4 separate regions of the Mus musculus genome follow, and regions 2, 3 and 4 are each linked to region 1. The links are chromatin contacts, called in public HiChIP or PLAC-seq and Micro-C maps. All regions are on one chromosome and are shown on one strand. Each heading gives the region's core, a stretch centred on a gene start, on an enhancer-like site or on the middle of the called end of the contact. The rest is flanking DNA. Distances are from core to core; before and after follow the strand shown.

The links. HiChIP or PLAC-seq counts read pairs in DNA pulled down with a chosen protein or histone mark. Hi-C and Micro-C count contacts between places; a contact is called where the count stands out from the background.
Region 2: a contact with region 1 is called in a Micro-C map of macrophages, with 6 times the contacts expected there. The contact joins the enhancer-like site here to the promoter of Ptger4 in region 1. A contact is called at or near these places in 7 of 39 promoter capture datasets (the 3T3-L1 cell line, the C10 cell line, hematopoietic stem and progenitor cells and 3 more), 3 of 15 datasets of contacts at CTCF or cohesin (CD8 T cells, the NIH/3T3 cell line and pro-B cells), 26 of 484 Hi-C or Micro-C datasets (B cells, the Ba/F3 cell line, the C2C12 cell line and 17 more), 17 of 115 datasets of contacts at active chromatin or transcription factors (the 230-238 cell line, CD8 T cells, the SCID.adh cell line and 11 more) and 5 of 9 other capture datasets (adipose tissue, bone marrow-derived macrophages, liver and 2 more).
Region 3: a contact with region 1 is called in an H3K4me3 HiChIP or PLAC-seq map of the SCID.adh cell line, with 31 read pairs. The contact joins the enhancer-like site here to the promoter of Ptger4 in region 1. A contact is called at or near these places in 9 of 39 promoter capture datasets (the 3T3-L1 cell line, 3T3-L1-derived adipocytes, the C10 cell line and 6 more), 3 of 15 datasets of contacts at CTCF or cohesin (CD8 T cells, the NIH/3T3 cell line and large pre-B cells), 9 of 484 Hi-C or Micro-C datasets (the G1E-ER4 cell line, bone marrow-derived macrophages, embryonic stem cells and 4 more), 11 of 115 datasets of contacts at active chromatin or transcription factors (the 230-238 cell line, CD8 T cells, the NIH/3T3 cell line and 7 more) and 4 of 9 other capture datasets (adipose tissue, liver, macrophages and 1 more).
Region 4: a contact with region 1 is called in a CTCF HiChIP or PLAC-seq map of the NIH/3T3 cell line, with 32 read pairs. The contact joins the promoter of 5430437J10Rik here to the promoter of Ptger4 in region 1. A contact is called at or near these places in 18 of 39 promoter capture datasets (the 3T3-L1 cell line, 3T3-L1-derived adipocytes, the C10 cell line and 12 more), 2 of 15 datasets of contacts at CTCF or cohesin (the NIH/3T3 cell line and large pre-B cells), 20 of 484 Hi-C or Micro-C datasets (3T3-L1-derived adipocytes, the Ba/F3 cell line, the C2C12 cell line and 12 more), 19 of 115 datasets of contacts at active chromatin or transcription factors (the 230-238 cell line, the SCID.adh cell line, bone marrow-derived dendritic cells and 12 more) and 5 of 9 other capture datasets (adipose tissue, embryonic stem cells, liver and 2 more).

The regions. Positions count from the first base shown.
Region 1 is chr15:5,242,584-5,246,939 of GRCm38.p6, reverse strand. It overlaps Ptger4 (prostaglandin E receptor 4 (subtype EP4)), which reads left to right and starts at 2,753. Exons shown (of 3, transcript NM_008965.2): 1 at 2,753-3,257; 2 at 3,745-4,356. The coding sequence starts at 3,242.
Region 2 is chr15:5,444,700-5,449,309 of GRCm38.p6, reverse strand. It overlaps the pseudogene Gm46496. Among named protein-coding and RNA genes, the nearest start is that of 5430437J10Rik, 49 kb to the left of the region's middle. Within about 2 kb of position 2,694, at least 126 of the 459 cell types and tissues checked have an H3K27ac peak or open chromatin away from gene starts, as enhancers often do. A contact at or near this core is called in the 230-238 cell line, B cells, CD8 T cells and 20 more, where this site is marked.
Region 3 is chr15:5,465,533-5,469,629 of GRCm38.p6, reverse strand. No RefSeq gene overlaps it. Among named protein-coding and RNA genes, the nearest start is that of 5430437J10Rik, 29 kb to the left of the region's middle. Within about 2 kb of position 1,724, at least 8 of the 459 cell types and tissues checked have an H3K27ac peak or open chromatin away from gene starts, as enhancers often do. A contact at or near this core is called in the SCID.adh cell line, where this site is marked.
Region 4 is chr15:5,494,234-5,498,672 of GRCm38.p6, reverse strand. It overlaps 5430437J10Rik (RIKEN cDNA 5430437J10 gene), which reads right to left and starts at 2,355. Exons shown (of 5, transcript NR_045274.2): 1 at 2,318-2,355.

The sequences.
Region 1 (4,356 bases), core at 1,504-4,003:
CAAATGCATTGAAAATAAATAAATCTTAAGGAGAAAGAGAAGGCAACTCCTTACAGTTACAGAACATAAGAAGGAACATTGTGTTTTTTAAAAATGGTAGACCAAGCGCTAGGTGTGGTGGCACATGCCTTTAATCCCAGCACTCGGGAGGCAGAGGCAGGCGTATTTCTGAGTTCAAGGCCAGCCTGGTCTGCAAAGTGAGTTCCAGGACATCCAGGGCTATACAGAGAAACCCTGTCTCGAAAAAACAAAAACAGACAAAAAAAAGAAGATATAGATGAGCTTCACTGCATTTTGTTTCAGCTTCGTAAACTGGATTCTTATTTTCTGTTAGCTTAAAGCTATCGTGAAGAAAGTCTAAAAGATTAGCAAGCAAATGTCTCAGTCAATAACACATCCAATAATAGACACTGATTTTTCCCAATAGTATACTTTAAGATACTTAATAATCGTGCTTTTTAGGTGTGTTTTTAATAAGGTCTCATAATACAGCCCAGACTAGCCTTGAACTCAGTCTTCCTATCTCAGCCTTTCAAATGTTGTGAATACAGGTCTGTACCGCTATGCCCACCTTAATATACTCTCTGTCATGAAAAATTAATACCAACAATTTTTAATTAGAAATTTCTCTGAAATGTCATAACTGTTCACAATTCATCCTTACTCTCTTTGCAAACCCTCTCTTACCTCCAAGATCTCTGCTTGTCTCCCTCTCCCTCCTTTCTTCCGTTCCAACCAATCCCTTTCCAAATTTTGTGAGCCTGGGCTTGCTTTATATCTAGTTTATCCAAGGCCATCTGTGTGGACTGAAACTATTTCCTGTAGCCTGAACTACACCAGTATTAATTTTTTGCATTTCAGGAACTTAAAGAGGAAAGAAACTGGGAAGGAGTTTGTTAGCAGGCTATGAGGAATGTCGTCTCATGTTTTTCTGACAACCAGCTAACATGAGTACCAATCATACAGTGTGGCCGGTGAGGAATGGGGGTGCAAGGTAGTTTCCGTCCTTATTTTTCTGGTGTTGATTTGTGTTCTGTGCTGACACCATTCTAGAGATTACTCTCCAAAGGACATGCAGACACCAAAACGACATCAATGGTGACAGCAGACTCAAAAACTGAACATCACCACTGACTTTTTTTTTTATCAGCTAAGAATGCTTTCCCTTCTGATGTTCCTGATGAAAAGGCTTGCACACGAAATGTATTTTGATACCCACATGTTCCCTTATACAAGTAAACACAATTCTGAGTACTTCTCTAGGCTGAAGTTAGTTGAAATCGTAAAATCTTGGTTCTCTCACTACTCGTTTGTTTCTGAGGCTTGCTGAAGAATCATAAATTCTTGGCAGATTTAAAAAAAAAAAAGATTTATTTATGTGAGTACACTGTAGCTATCTTCAGACACACCAGAAGAGGGCATCAGATCTTATTACAGATGGTTGTGAGCCACCATGTGGTTGCTGAGAATTGAACTCAGGACCTCTGGAAGAGCAGTCAGTGCTCTTAACTGCCGAGCCATCTCTCCAGCCCCCATAAATAACAGTAGAGGCATACCTACTTGTTTCACACAAGATTCAAGCCACCTAGTTACCCGGTTAGATGCTAAGCATGGAGTGAGGTTTTTGTAAGAAGTTGAATTGTTCAGAAAACCATACTACAGTCTCATTGTGTAGTTTTTAAAGGATCTGGTGACAGGGTTTTAATTGCCCCCTGGTGTTTTCCGATCTTAAATTCTGTTTTTTAGGAGAATAGTTGATAATTAAGAAATGATTGTTCCTCATCAAAGAAGAAGCCGAACAAACTATAAACCAAAGAATAGGGAAAGGCAAATAGACCTTTTCCGAGTTAACAAAGAGGCAACGCCTGGAAATTCGTTAATTTGCTTGAATTTCAAACCCCTCTCATCCCGCAGGTGAAGATGGCTAGCAGAAACTGAACAGGAAAGCACTTGTTTCAGCCTTCCTGAGGAAGAATGCTCTCTCTCTACAGTTAAACAGTCCCCCTCAACTAAATCTCAGGTGTGCCTGTGGGCCACAGGTCTCCAAAGAAAGCCCTAAACTCTGCCATCTAAGTGAGAAGTTGCAGTTCCGTGTTGCTCGCCTTCCTCCCCGCCTCCGCTTTGGTGCCCTATTGAGCGCAGCTAGGGCACTGCCAAGTAACTCCTTTTATGGTGAGAGGATGGATTCTTAGTCGCCTCCCCGCCCAAGCCTGGTACCTACTCACCGTGCCTCTGCCAAGTCCCACCCGGAGCTCTCGGGCGTACACACCCACGGACAACCACACACCCACTTTTCCTCTCCGCTCTGTGGCTCCCGGGTAGAGCCCTAAAGCAATTGTCCCGACATCTCAAGACCCACATGTTTGATCTGTGGGTGGAAGATGCGAGAATTTAACCACTCTAACCCGCAGAGCAATGTAGACCAGACACAGGTCCCAGCATCATTCCCGCTAAATGCCCAGCTTGGGAGTGGCGAAGCTCGAGCTGGCGTTTCCTGGGGACTCGATCTGGGGGGTTTCGGTACCTTCGAGGGAGGGAAGGCACTGAAGCTGCACCCGCAGCCGGGTGGCACCCCCGCAGGTCCCTCCAGACCTCCGCAGCTCTCCGCCCCGCCCTCCATCACCGGGCTCCTAGGCGGTGCTAGAGGAGGTCTCGCCCCGCCCCCTTTCCAGATCAGCCAATGGAAGCCCGGGCCGCGCTATGACTGTCTCCGCCCCCTCCGGGGAAACTTGCGGGAGGAGAAAAGTTTGTTCAGAGGCTGGAGACGCCGAGAGCGAAGCTCGAAACCCGGCAGCGGGAGAGGAAGATGAACGGCCTCAGGTCAGAGCCCCAGGCCCAGTGGACCCCGTGCCGCCCCCAGAGCCCAAGGAGCGGCCTCAGCGGCAGCCGCCTTCTCCGGTAGCTGTCCGTTCAGCCCGCTGCTGGGGAGGAGGGAGCCCGGACCTACGCTCTGTTCCACCTGCACGCGTGGCGGCGACACACCTGGACGCTGACCTCCCGCACTAGACCTGCGCGGGCCCTGCAAAGCTGAGACTCGCCTTTGAAAGGAGGAGGCGTTAGTAAATCAAACAAGAAACCCCAGACTGGTCTTCACCGACCCATCCCGCTAGCCTCTCTGGCTTTCCAAGCTTTTTTGAAAGCAAGATACTCTGACCTCAGTTCCGGAAAGTTGGCAGCCACCGAGCCCCGGTTCCGAGACAGCAAAAGCTTGACAAGTTCCGCACTGCGTGGGAAGAGACTGATGGCTGAGGTTGGAGGTAGGTCCTGAACATCTGAGGCCTGAGCCTTGGGCACACCGGGCTCCTAACCCCACCCTACAGGTAAGTCGGGATGGAGGTCTTTGCGTGTTCAGGCGCTCTTCCGGGAAACCAAAGAACAGAATGTCCCATAGTGTCCCAAAATGTCCATAACTTCTTTCGATGAGCATTTTATCCATTCTGTGGGGAATATCACTAGGGAGTCACTTTTCCCTTGAGAAGGGTCTTGCTCATCTCGGCGAGGGAATGAGCTGATTATGGAGCGGTGGGGGTGGGGATAGGCGGGAAATAAATATATTAATGTCAGCAGAGCGGTGCTCTTGACAGAACGGATCCAGACCTTGGGAATTTAAGTAGTCACAGTTAATGAGTAGCTACCGATGAGGAAGTTGGATCTGGGTGCTCTCCTTATCTCTGCGACACAGCATTTTGGCCATGGGTCGAACACCTTGCAAGTGGTAAATGGCTCGTTTCTCTTTCTCTCTAGGTACCATTCCTAGATCGAACCGTGAGCTCCAACGCTGTGTGTTACTAACCACCACCATCATGTCCATCCCCGGAGTCAACGCGTCCTTCTCCTCCACTCCGGAGAGGCTGAACAGCCCGGTGACCATTCCCGCAGTGATGTTCATCTTCGGGGTGGTGGGCAACCTGGTGGCCATCGTAGTATTGTGCAAGTCGCGCAAGGAGCAGAAAGAGACGACCTTTTACACTCTAGTATGTGGGCTGGCTGTCACTGACCTTCTGGGCACCTTGTTGGTAAGCCCGGTGACCATCGCCACATACATGAAGGGCCAGTGGCCCGGAGACCAGGCACTGTGTGACTATAGCACCTTCATCCTACTTTTCTTCGGTCTGTCGGGTCTCAGCATCATCTGTGCCATGAGCATCGAGCGCTACCTGGCCATCAACCACGCCTACTTCTACAGCCACTACGTGGACAAGCGGCTGGCCGGCCTCACACTCTTCGCCATCTATGCATCTAACGTGCTGTTCTGCGCGCTGCCCAACATGGGCCTGGGCAGATCCGAGCGGCAGTACCCGGGCACCTGGTGCTTCATCGACTGGACCACCAACGTAACGGCCTACGCCGCCTTCT
Region 2 (4,610 bases), core at 1,445-3,944, 200 kb before region 1:
TATAGCTGTCTCTTGTGAGGCTATGCTGAGGCCTAGCAAACACAGAAGTGGATGCTCACAGTCAGCTATTAGCTGGATCACAGGGCCCCCAATGGAGGAGCTAGACAAAATACCCAAGGAGCTAAAGGGTTCTGCAACCCTATAGATGGAACAACCATATGAACTAACCAGTATCCCCAGAGTTCGTGTCTCTAGCTGCTTATGTATCAGAAGATGTCCTAGTCTGCCATCATTGGAAAGAGAGCCCCATTGGTCTTGCAAACTTTATATGCCCCGGTACATGGGAATGCCTGGCCAAGAAGTGGGAGTGGGTGGGTAGGGGAGTGGGGGGGAGTGTATGGGGGACTTTTGGGATAGCATTGGAAATGTAAATGAAGAAAATACCTAATAAATAAAAAAAGACTGGTTACAAATATGTAATAAATTTATATACATATATACATATTCGTAAATATATAAATACAACCTGCTCAGTACAAACAATGTTACTTTTCTGTGTATGTTTTCAGAGATGACCATCGATACAGTGCTCCCTGAGGAGTCATAGACTAACATAACCCTAACACCAAGCACAAGAAGCTCTCGTTTTTGTCAGGGTTTTCCAAGAAAATCCCAAAATATTATAGGCTACTGGACTGCCTTTTGTTGCCCCAGAGGTGGGAGGTAAGTCACTATTGCTGAAGACTCCATTCACTTACATGCTATTTTTTTAATTGCTTCCCCAAAACAACCATAGGCTAACACCAACAAAATCCAGGAGCCAGAATGAGAAATTTTCTTTGGAATGTTTAAGAGTTATTCAAGTGACTCCTAAAACAACACAGACTACTATCAATGTAGTCCTCGTTTACTGCTAACACCACACACTTTGAACCCAGAACTCAGATGAGTCAAGTGGATGACTCTAGCTTCTATGATATACAAGTTGTCAGTGGAGGGAGGCAACTCAAGAGTCCTACCCAGCTGCAAAACCTATGAAGCACAACAATGATCAGCATGATAAGATATCCAAAGAATGAAATGAGAATCCCTTGTGTGTTGGTGATAACCAACAGCTGTCTAATTAGACTTAAGTCTCATGCAACAGGAAGGAATTCATGCCTTGTATGGGAAATCTAGCTAGCTTCTCAAGTTTTGTGAGGGCATAGACCTTAGAAAAGAATTTACCACCATGACTTGGCTAAACCAGAGTAATTACTCACTACAACTCAAATCTCATCCTTCAATGCTGTGGGTACAGATAAGTGTAGGTAGCTCCCACACCTCATCAAACAGAGCCTCTATTTACAGCAAATGGAGTCTATCACAAAAAACCCACAGCTGAACACAATACAGCGACAGATCATGAGGAGCCCAGCCTCAATGGATACACTTATATCACAGCTCTTATATCTATGGCTTGGCTCAGGGCATATCCTGGAAGAAAGGGTAAAAAGATTGTCTGATCCAGAACACCAGGAAGTTGGCTGTGAAACAGTCTCTCCTAGAAATGGCTGAATAAACAAGACTGGAACAATTTCATTATCAATAGATCTGGTGACATGAAAGTGGGTAAAATGTCATGGGACCCACCCACAGGCAACTAATAACAGCCAGAGGAGAATTAGCCTCTCCTGGATATAAGTCCCCTTGTTGGTTACTCAATGAATACGGGTCCATATATACACAAACAACCAAAAAAGACCCAGAAAGTTGATTATATATTTGTGGATACTTATGCACGTGCACACACACACACACACACACACACACACACACACACATATGTATATATGAAACAGTAATAATCAAAGAAATAGAGGCTAGCAATGTAAGCATGGGAAGGTCATAGGAGGGATTGGAGGAAAAAATATCTGGGAAGGGGCTGGAGGGAGGAAAGGGGTAGTGGGAAAGGGATGTAATTCTCTTTTAACTAAAAATATATTAATAAAATAGGAGTAAATGAACTTTCATCATTAATGTAGATTGAAGTAATTTATTTTCCTGTCACCTAAATGAGGCTCTCACCCAACATCTTCTCATTCTCATACAGAAGGCCCACACACACACACACACACACACACACACACACACACACACACACGGCTGAAGATTAGTACATTCTTTTGAGAACTACAGGACAAGTTCAAAATGGATATTGTAGCTCCTCAGCTGATCATGTGAAAAATCCCTGTAACAGGGCCTGTCATGCATGACATCATCTGGGTCATAGGTTCTGGTGGGAAAGGTCACTTTAAAGGTCCCTTCTCTTTTAGCTCATTCTAATAATGAAAGCCACCAATGACAGCTAAATGTCATCAACTTTCCAAGGTTCAGACCTGCACCCAGGAACAGGGAATCCAGACCTCCTGACTTGTAGGTTATGATACAGCATCGCCAGGCTGTGACATGTTTGCAGCTCTCACTTCTGCCCTGACACCTCTGCAATGCTACAGGGGGTTTCCTACATCTCCCCTCCTCGTGCTTTTCTGAACTCACCCAGATTTTATTTACATATGCTTCACTAATCCTCAGTGGCCCCAGGCAGTAATTATATTAAACCCCCAAAAACGAATAAAATAGTTAATATAAAACTATAACATTGCTGTCAAAAGGAAGACGATAATTGTGACATGGGCTCCAGGGAAATGGAGAAGTGGTCAAGTCACTTTGCTATTTTTACCTGCCTCTAATTATAGAAGGAACTGTATGTGTTTAATCAAATGTGCAATCACACAGACAGTGACTCAGAGCTCTGAGAAGAGTCAAACCACGTTGACAGCAACTATGCTCAAAAGATCCTAATCTTTCACTTCTGCTATTACTTTATTCATCTTCCGGGTGTTAATAAATCAACATTGGCCTGGAGGTTCTCGTCTGTAAGGTGAAGGACTTGGACAACAGGATCTCTAGTTTCCTTTCCAGGGAAAAGTCTATGCTTTTGAGGGATTACAGAAAAGGAAACAAGGATACAGTGTAAAGTTGAAGAGTTACACAGAAGAAAACAGGAACCAGGAAGTAAAAATTTATAGTCTCCAGACATCCAGGCACCTTCCCCGACAGAGGAGGGCTCTGCTGCAGAGCACCTGGGGGGAGCCATCTTGGGTCCCAGATCCCTCAAAGACTAGTCTGCCCAGGCGAGAGTGCGGACTACAGAAGCTACACAGCTTCTACAACAGGCAGAAGCAACACAGCTTCTGGAACAGAGCCCATTTCGGGCTCCAGACATCCCGGCACCTTCCCTGACAGAGGAGAGGTATCTGCCCTGCCCAGGAGGGCTCTACAACAGAGCACCTGGGAGAGCAATATTGGGTACCAGATCCCTCAGAGACTAGTCTGCTCAGGTGAGAGAACACACTACAGAAGGTATACAGATTCTGGGACAGGCCCTGTTTCAGGACTTCATCTTAAGCCAGGAGGGAGGTCCAAACACAAGATATCTGTGCACCTTCCCTGAAAAAGGAGAACTTGCCTACAGAGAGTACTCTGACCACTGAAACTCAGGAGAGAGCTACACTACCAGATCTGCTCACAGAGGCTAACAGAATCACAGGAGGAGCAAGCTCCAATCAGAGACAACTATAACAACTAACTCCAGAAATTACCAGAGGGCGAAAGGCAAACATAAGAATCTTACTAACAGAAACCAAGACCACTCACCATCATCAGAACCCAGCACTCCCACCTCAGCCAGTCCTAGATACCCAACACACCCAAAATGCAAGACTCGGTTTTAAAATCATATCTCTTGATGCTGGTAGAGGACATCAAGAAGGACTTTAATAACTCACTTAAAGAAATACAGGAGAACACTGCTAAAGAGGTAGAATCCCTTAAAGAAATACAGGAAAACACAACCAAACAGGTGATGGAATAGGACAAAACCATACAAGACCTAAAAGGGAAACTAAACACAATAAAGAAAACCAAAAGTGAGACAGTGGTGGAGATAGAAACCCTAGGAAAGATATCTGGAACCATACATGTGAGAATCAGCAACAGAATACAAGAGATGGAAGAGAGAATCTCACATGCAGAAGATTCCATAGAGAACACCGGCACAACAGTCAAAGAAAATGCAAAATGCTAAAAGATCCTAACTCAAAACATCCAGGAAATTCTGAACACAATGAGAAGAGCAAACCTATGGATAATAGGAGTAAATGAGAATGAAGATTTTTCAATTTAAAAGGCCAGCAAATATCTTCAACAAAATTATAGAAGAAAACTTCACAAACCTAAAGAAAGAGATGCCCATGAACATACAAGAAGCCTACAGAAGTCCAAATAGACTGGACCAGAAAAGAAATTCCTCCCAACACATAATAATCAGAACAACAAATGCATGAAATAAAGATAGAATATTAAAAGCAGTAAGGGGAAAATGTCAAGTAACATATAAAGGCAGGCCTATTAGAATTACACTAGGTTTCTCACCAGAGCCTATGAAAGCCAGAAGATCCTGTACAGATGATATGCAGACCCTAAGAGAACACAAATGCCAGCCCAGGCTACTATACCAAGAAAAACTCTCAATTACCATAGATGGAGAAACCAAAGTATTCCATGATAAAACAAAATCCAAACAAAATCTTTTCATGAATTCAGCCCTTCAAAGGATAATAAAGGGA
Region 3 (4,097 bases), core at 475-2,974, 220 kb before region 1:
ACACTTGGGAGACAGAGGCAGGTGGATCTCTGCGAGTTCGAGGCCGGCCAGCCTGGTATACAAAGCAAGTTCCAGGAGCTGTTACACAGAGAAACCCTTTCTCTTGGGCTTGAATGCATCGAAAGAAATTAGATACGTTTTCTCTTTAGTAAGAGATTTGTCTCGAATGAAAATACAGTATCTGAATATGGACTGTGGTGAGTTTCAAAACTCTTTAAACATGCTAAAAACCAGTGAGTTGTGCACTTGAACGACTGAAATATATTCTATGTGTATTGTATGTGAACTATAGCTTCATACAGTCACGAAGAGAGAATGATAGAAAACACAAGACTGAGAGACAGAGAGAGAAAGAGAGAGAGAGAGAGAGAGAGAGAGAGAGAGAGAGAGAGAGAGAGAGAGAGAGCAAACATAAACTGGCTCCTGCATCATGTTCATATTCTTTCCAGCAGTCAACCAAGCCCTTGCCTGCTCCAGAATCAAATTTCACTCTTTCTCCTTTTAAGATTATTTCTAGCTGTATCAATTACTTATGGCTGTGCAATTCAGGAGCTTAAAACAATGACTAATATATCTGTGAGGGGGAATCTGAGAGTTGAATTAAGAATCCTACAGTTCAGTCTTTCGGTGTCCTGGAATCATAATCATCTCAACACTTGGCTCGGCAAAGACCTACTTCTGCCTCACTCCTGTGACTCTCATCAGATCTCAGATCACAGCTGGTTGTTTGCTTTTCACATAGCCTCAGTGATTGGCAGCTTATAACAGGCCAGTGGGGCAGAGAGAGCAAGATGAAAGGTGATATGTCTTTGTAAGCTGACCTTGGATATGATGGCCCTGTTGCTCTCGCTTAGTCTATTCTTTTATACAGACAATTCTATAGAGAACCAGTGGAGACTCTCACAAAGGGTGTTTCCCAGCACTGCTGTACCATCTGTCCCAAGCAGTATGGTCTCAAATGCAATCTGTTTCATTAAAAGGACCATGATTGTGCCTTGTTCCTTTGAACTCCTTCCTGTTGTCTAGTTGTATGATGTAATTTAAGGTTAATTGTCTTCTGCCTTGTCTTGTTACTAAAAATACATCTTTTTTAGTAGTTTGTCTTTCACCTGAGATTTTGTAAGAAACCCAGACTCACCATACTTCAGACCTTCTGAAATAAAGTCCGTGCTTGTAGCAAAATGCATTTGTGATTTTTATGCACAGGGAACTTGAGAAGAATCACTGGGTTGTACTGTTCATTATTTGTTCATCCTGTAAGTCTTATATCAATCTGTAGATATTAAGTACTGGGAGAATTAGCATTGGGTTTATATTTCTTCTTGTCCTGCACACTTGTCATGCTATAATTTGAATCTTAGTTGTTCTCAAAAGACATCTATATGAAAGATGTGGTCTCCAATTTGGTTCTTTTGAGAGATAAAGAAAGCTTCAAGAGCTAGGGACAAATAGGGACAAATTTGGAATGGACATGCTCCTAAGTGGGAGATCTTGGAACCTTAGTATTTTTTTCTTTCCTTCTGTATGCCTGGCCCAACTTTATTGCTGGCAAGCAGTGTGACTTCCACCAGATCATTTCATTACTTTCATTTTCATTTCTTTATTTAAAAGTCAAGACTACTACAGAATTTCTACATTTAATCATTTCATGCATGGTTATCTCTGTGTACATGTAAGTTTGTTCATGTGTGCAATGGTGGTAGTGGTAATGTGTGCCTATGTGTGTGCATATGCATGCATACAAGTGCATATGTATACTTATATGTGTACAGGTAGAGGCCAGGGATAACCTCGGGTATCATCTTCAAAAACACTGTTCATCTCCTTTGAGACAAGCAGAGTCTCTCACTGGCCTGAAGCTCGGCAAAGGAACTAGACAGACAAGCTAGCAAGCCCCTGTCTCAATGCTGTAATAGTAGCACTTACATCTTGGCATACTCCTCAGTGCTTTAGTTAGACTTAAAGCCCTGTCAGTAGGAAAGCATTATGCCTGGCCTGGTCAACCTAGCCAACCTATGGTTGGTGAAGCTGCAGATCATAGAGGAGATCTATTCCCACTTTCCTGAACCAATATGATGTCTAATTGCATTGTAAATACTTACCTTATACACAGAGATAAGTGAAGTCCTCACCCTTATCATAGAAATGTCTTTTTGCCGTAGACAGAGACCATTACAGAAGGCCACAACTGCTCAAAATTCAGAGAACAAGTGGTAATGGGATAATAGCTATGTCTGTAATAAAACCCTAACAGTGCTCAGAGGGCACTACAGAAAAGGAAATGGGGAAATATAAGAGCCAAGGGGCCAGAAAATGTGCTGTTAGTATTAAATACAACCCCAGTTGCCATGCCAACACAGGTGTGGGAAATCTCACAAGGCCCTTCCCTCTGATAAAGTGCTAAAGGCAATTAAAGGCTATGGAAGAAGAGGTCTTCTCTGGGGAAGAGTACCCTCAAAAGCTACCCAGTCCCAAGTGGCCATCTGTAAACATATATACACAAGAGCAATTCTAATGGACTCAGCAAGTTGTATATATGTTTAAATGTGTATGTGAGATGGGGGACGGAGAGAAGCGAGAGAGAAACAATAAATAGGTCATGAATTTGAGAGAGTGGAGATTGTGGGAGGAGGATAGAGAACGGCGGAAATGGCATACAACACTCATGCATGCAATTCTCAAAAATCAAAACCCCTTTTATCTAAATTTTTTTAAAGTTAATCAATTGAAAGAACAAAATTTTTCAAAGGAATTTTTGACTGAAGAAAACGAGGCTTGCTCAGTCATGCTGGCCATTGGCCCCACATTTCTTAGCATTCCAGAGCTTTCAGTCATAAGAGAGTTAGAGTATTGGTTTTAAGTCTTTACAAGTCTGCTAGGATTCTACTATGGATATACCCAGACCTGGGCTTCTTTCAACTGCATTGTTTTTAATACTGTTTCAATACTGTTTCTCCATATTTGTTGTGTGTCTGTAAAGTTGTTGATCTCTTCTGCATTAGTTTTGGTGGTTTAGATAAATGTAGGATTTCACGCATTTATTTCAAAATTCTTAATATAATAATATAAGCTTTTAAAGTTGTCCCATATAAAATACTGAATTTCCTTGGTGTCTGTTTTGACATTTCCCTATACATTTTTGACTGTGTTAATTAGGAGTTCTGCTTTCTTGGTTAGCCAGCTAGCTAGCTAGTTAGTTAGTTAGTTAGTTAGTTAGTTAGTTAGTCAGTCAGTGAAAAGGTCTGACGATCTTGTTTATCTTCTCAAAGATCCAGCTCTTAGCTTCATCATTTCTTGTGGTCTTTTGTTCTCGAGTTCATTAATTTCTGCTCTGCTATTTATCATTTCTTCTTGTTTACTGAACTTGAGTTTGGTTTGTTCTTGTTTTTTTTTATTTTCAAATTCTTGAGGTGCATCATGAAGTCATTTATTTGTGCTCTTTCTGAATTTTCATGTTGGTGCTATAATTTTTCTGCTTATGACTACTTTTAATGTATCCTAGAGGTTTTATTGTATTTTGTTTCTATTTTCACTTAGTTCCAGGAATGTATTTTATTTCCTTCTTGATTAGTTGAGATTCCTTTGCTATTGTTTTTAACCTCTGTTGCATTGTGGTCAAAAAGAATACATGGAATTATTTCAAATTTTCTGAATTTATTAAATTTGTTTTGTGTCTCGATATGTGGTCTATTTTAGAAAAGCTTCCACAGGTTGCTGAGTAGAGTGTTCATTCTTGGATGTTTGGGTGAATATTGTATAGATATGTCAGTTCGATATATGATTTCACTTAATTTTAATGTTTCTTTGTTTATTTTTTTATCCAGATAACCTGTCTATTGGAGAAAATGAGTATTAAAATCACCTACTATTACTGAGTTGGAATTAGTCAGTATCTTTAAGTTCTAAAATCATAAATGGACTCAGCACATTGTGTGTGGTGTGTGTGTGTGTGTGTGTGTGTGTGTGTGTGTGTGTGTGTGTAAAGGGATGTAATAATAAGGAAATCAACTTTGAATGGGAGTTGGGAGAGTCACTGAAGGTGTTGGAAGGGGGATACTGATGGGTAGAAATGATGTAAATACACACTCATACATGAA
Region 4 (4,439 bases), core at 1,106-3,605, 250 kb before region 1:
ACTTAATACTTATACTTTCTAATACTTATACTTTCTAATTACTCATAAATATAAAATACTTAATACTTACACTTTCTAATTACTCATAAAAACTCTTGAAGAAACCTTTATCTAACTTCTAGATATACCACTTATTGGCTGACTGTCACAGTCAGCTCTAGAACTTCATCGGTCTGGTTCCTGATCTGTGATGTTGAGATATAGACCTCTCACTTCTGTGTGATTGTGAAAGTGGCATGAGTTGAGTGGATCCCTGAGTCTCTGTGATTTGCTGATGAGTTAAATGAAACATCTGGAACAGTTAAAAGAGTTTTCACATAGCCATTGATCATCAGATGCTAATCTAAATTAACAAGATAATTTAAAGACATGATTTTAAACTTGTTGAAGTTGATACAATAATCCTTTCTGAGAATTACAACAATTTATCCTTTTGTTAAACAACAGATTATGAACACCATGTACAACAAGCTTAGCTGTCAGGGAAAAGCAAATGAGAATGACCTTGAGATTCCACCTTGCCCCAATCAGAATAGCTAATATCAAAAATTCAAATGACAGCATGGGCTGGCAAGAATGTGGAGAAAGAGGGCATTTCTCCATTGTTGGTGGGATTGCAAATTGCAACAACCACTCTGGAAATCAATCTGGTGTTTTCTCAAAAACTTGGAAATGGTTCTACCTAAAGATCCAGCTATTCCACTCCTGGACATATATCTAAAAGATGCTCCACCATACCACAAGGACACATGCTCCATTATGTTCATAACAGCCTTATTCATAATAGCCAGAAGCTGGAAACAATCCAGATGTCCCTTAATGGAAAAATGGATACAGAGAGTGTGGTTCATTTACACAATGGAATACTAATCAGCTATTAAAAACAAGACCATCAAGAATTTTTCAGGCAAGTGGATGGAACTAGAAAATATCATCCTGACTGAGGTAACCCAGACCCAAAAATATATGCATGGTATGTACTCACTACTAAGTGGATATTAGCCATAAAAAACAGGATACTCATGATACACCCACAGACCCAAAGAAGTTAAACAAGAAGACCCAAGTGAGGATGCTTGTATCCCACTTAGAAGGGAAACATAATAGTAAAGGGAGGCAAGGGGAGGGAGGAAAGTGGATGGGAGAGAGGAGCATGAGGGAAACAGGAGGACAGGATCAGGTGTGGCCAGAGACAAGAGTAAGGCCCAGAAGACCAGGATAATAAATGGAAATCTGCAGCTGCCAGAGATGGGGGGAGTGGATTTCTAGGCTGTCCCTGAGAACTGAGATAGGGGAGGCTCCCAGGAGTCAATGAGGGTAACCTAGTGGAGATGCCTATCAGTGGGGACATGGACCTGAAGACACTACCTCCTGTAGTCAGGAAGGACCCCAGTGGAGGGCTAAGGACACCAACCCACCCACAAAACTTTCAACCCAAAATGTGTCCTGTCTAAGAGAAATGCAGGGCCAAATGGAGCAGAGAATGAAGGAATGACCAACCAATAGCTGGTCCAACTTGAGACCCATCCCTTAGGCAAGCACCAATTCCTGACACTATTAATGATTCTCTGTTAAGCTTACAGACAGAAGCCTAGCATGACTGTCCTCTGAGAAGCTCCACCCAGCAGCTGACCAAAAAGATGCAGATAACCACTTCCAGGACCCTTATGGGATTGAAGGCCCTGAAGGGGATAGGAACCCTACTGAAAGACTAACTGTGTCAAAAATCCTGGACCCCTGGGAGCTCTCAGAGGCTGAGCCACCAAGCAAACACCATACCTGGGCTGGACCAAGGACCCCGGCACATATGTAGCAGAGGGCTGCTGCATACCTTGTCCTGTGTCAGTGGGAGAGGACAGGAGGAACTCCATGAAGGGAAGACCAGTAGGAGGGGCAGCAGCATTTGGGGTGTAAATAAATAAATAAATTTTTAAAAATTAACTGTAACTTACCCATTAAATCCCAGATGAAGTAGCTTGAAAAATAAAAACAAAATACCATGCTTTGCATTCTGTGTTGACTCTTCCTTCTTCTAGTGGCTGCCGCCTTAAGTAGGTTATCATGAATCTACCCCACAGTAGACAAGTTCCTGGAGCACCACTGCTCAGCCTCTATAGTGAATTCTTTCTTGTCTAAATATAGGGTTATATGACAGAGATTACACTAGAGAGAGAACAAAATCTTCAAACTTATGTATTAGACTCCCTGATTGGGTAGCCTACCATCTTTATCTGCATGAATCACTGCTCTAGGTTGGTCCTTCCCCATAGCTTTCATAAGTATCTGCAGCTCTAATTCCTCATACAAATTACCTTACCTCCCCTGATCCTCTGATCCAGTCCCTGATCCAGCTTCTAACACCTCCGTCCTAGAGATGTAAAAGCCATCTTCATCCCACCCTTTTCTAGCTACAATAGGAGGTGCTGTGGATTGGCAGCTCATGGCTTCCTATCCCAACTGGCTAGTCTCTCAATGAGAGGCCTTTTACATCCTGAGTTCTCTCTTCCCTTTTCTTTTTTTTTTTTTTTTCTGAGGGTGGAGAGTGGTCACATAGCTAGGCTCAATTCCTCAATTCTCACAAACCACTACCAATGTGGCTACAAGTACCTACATTCCTCAGTATTAAAAAAATAAATGCTAAAGAAACACTAAATTCCTTCACCTGCGGGATACAAAGAGCAGCTGTGAGCAGAGATGCTGGTGCTCACCAGATTGCAATCACTGCCACAGGAAAGTTGTGCATGCAGTATCATGGGACCAAAGCTCAGTGCCATGAACTACAACCCTCGAAAGCTTAAATATGCCTACCTCACAGGTGTAACCATGTTCACAGATGTAACCGGCTTCATCATGTAGAAGCACACTGCTCAAATACCTCTTGGGACAGAAAAGAATTTATGCAAGTTCTCACTCCCACCCAACTGGGGCCTCAGCCTTGTGAAAAAGCACCATGAACCTGGTCTTGGCATTTTTCTAAATACGTTTCCATTTTGAAATGATTTTTTAAAAAGCAGGAAGTAGCACTTTCACTTCTGCAGTGGGATTCCCTCCATGTCTCCCTAAAGACATAACATCACTGTGTTCCCTTTAAACGTCTCAGATTGGGCCAGTTTCTTACACAGATAACACATCGCTCCTGGCTAGGATCCACGAAATTTCATGTCGCCCACCTCACTTTTATTACTTAATAATTATCTTGGCAGACACCGATTCAACAGTCCTTGGAATGCTGGTGGGAAAGATCCATCACACTTAGTATTTCTCAAGAGGAAATTTGTCTAGTGGTTAAACTCAAGAATGACTCATAGAGATGCCAATTCAAACCCAGGCTGTGATTCACTCTGTGACCCTTGCCCTACGCTCTCCACCCTGGGTTTCTCAATATGTTGAGCTGCACATCTCCATTTGCTACCATAAATAATGAGCTATACTTAGAGATTATTTGCAAACTGACTAACATTGGGAGACCTAATATGTCCAAGGTAATGTGTCACCAACGTGAAAGCATAAGTCGATATTCATAAGAAGTCATTTTCTCAAGGTTAATCATGGACTGAAGAAAGAATGTGATCAAAGCCTTTGAGGACCAAGTCCTTCCAGTCATCTTTGCTCCTGACTTTCAGAGATGCATACACTGAAGCCCAGCCAGCTAAGCTTCCTACACAAAGCTTTGCTGTGCCCAAGTCTACACTACATGCTAGAAATGGAATACAGGCTACTCACAGGAACCACAGGTATAGTTTTCAATTTTCTAGTAAGGACAGGTTTTTTTTTTTTCATAGATTAAGATTAATTTCAGTAATACATTTTAACTTAACATGTTCAAAATACTCATCATTTCAGTATCTAATCAATGTTAGACTATTAATGAGCACCTTTTTTCTGCTGTTTTTTCCCCATATGCAGTCATCAGAACATGGTGAGCATCTTACACTTTGAGTATGTCACAGTCTATACTAGCCACAAACCAAGTGCTCCCATAGTCCCAATAGACTATTAGCCACCTTAGTTGGCATCCTAGGTCTGCCCAGCTGCTAGGATTTCAGTCTCTTGGTACTAGTCAACATAAACTAGTGTGCAAAACTGAAGACCACAGAACGTTTGGAGCCTATTACAGCCCTATCACTGTTCTTAAACTCTCTCTGATCCTTTTCTGAAGACCACATTCTTCCCTGTAATGTCTTTAGCCTTTCTGTTATATTCTGGGCCTTGGCTCTGATTAAATCTTTGAAATTTTCTTTTTCTGTTTACATAGGTTCTCTAAGTATGTCTGGGGAAATTATCAGTAGGGATTTTCTTATTCCATGGAAATTGTCTTTAATTCCTAAAATTTTCCTTTTTATTTCCTGCTTTGTCTGAAAGCATTCCAACAGATAGCAGCTTCAGAATGGATGCCAGCTCATTCCACCATCAGCTGGTGACCCTATGGGAAGAACAGA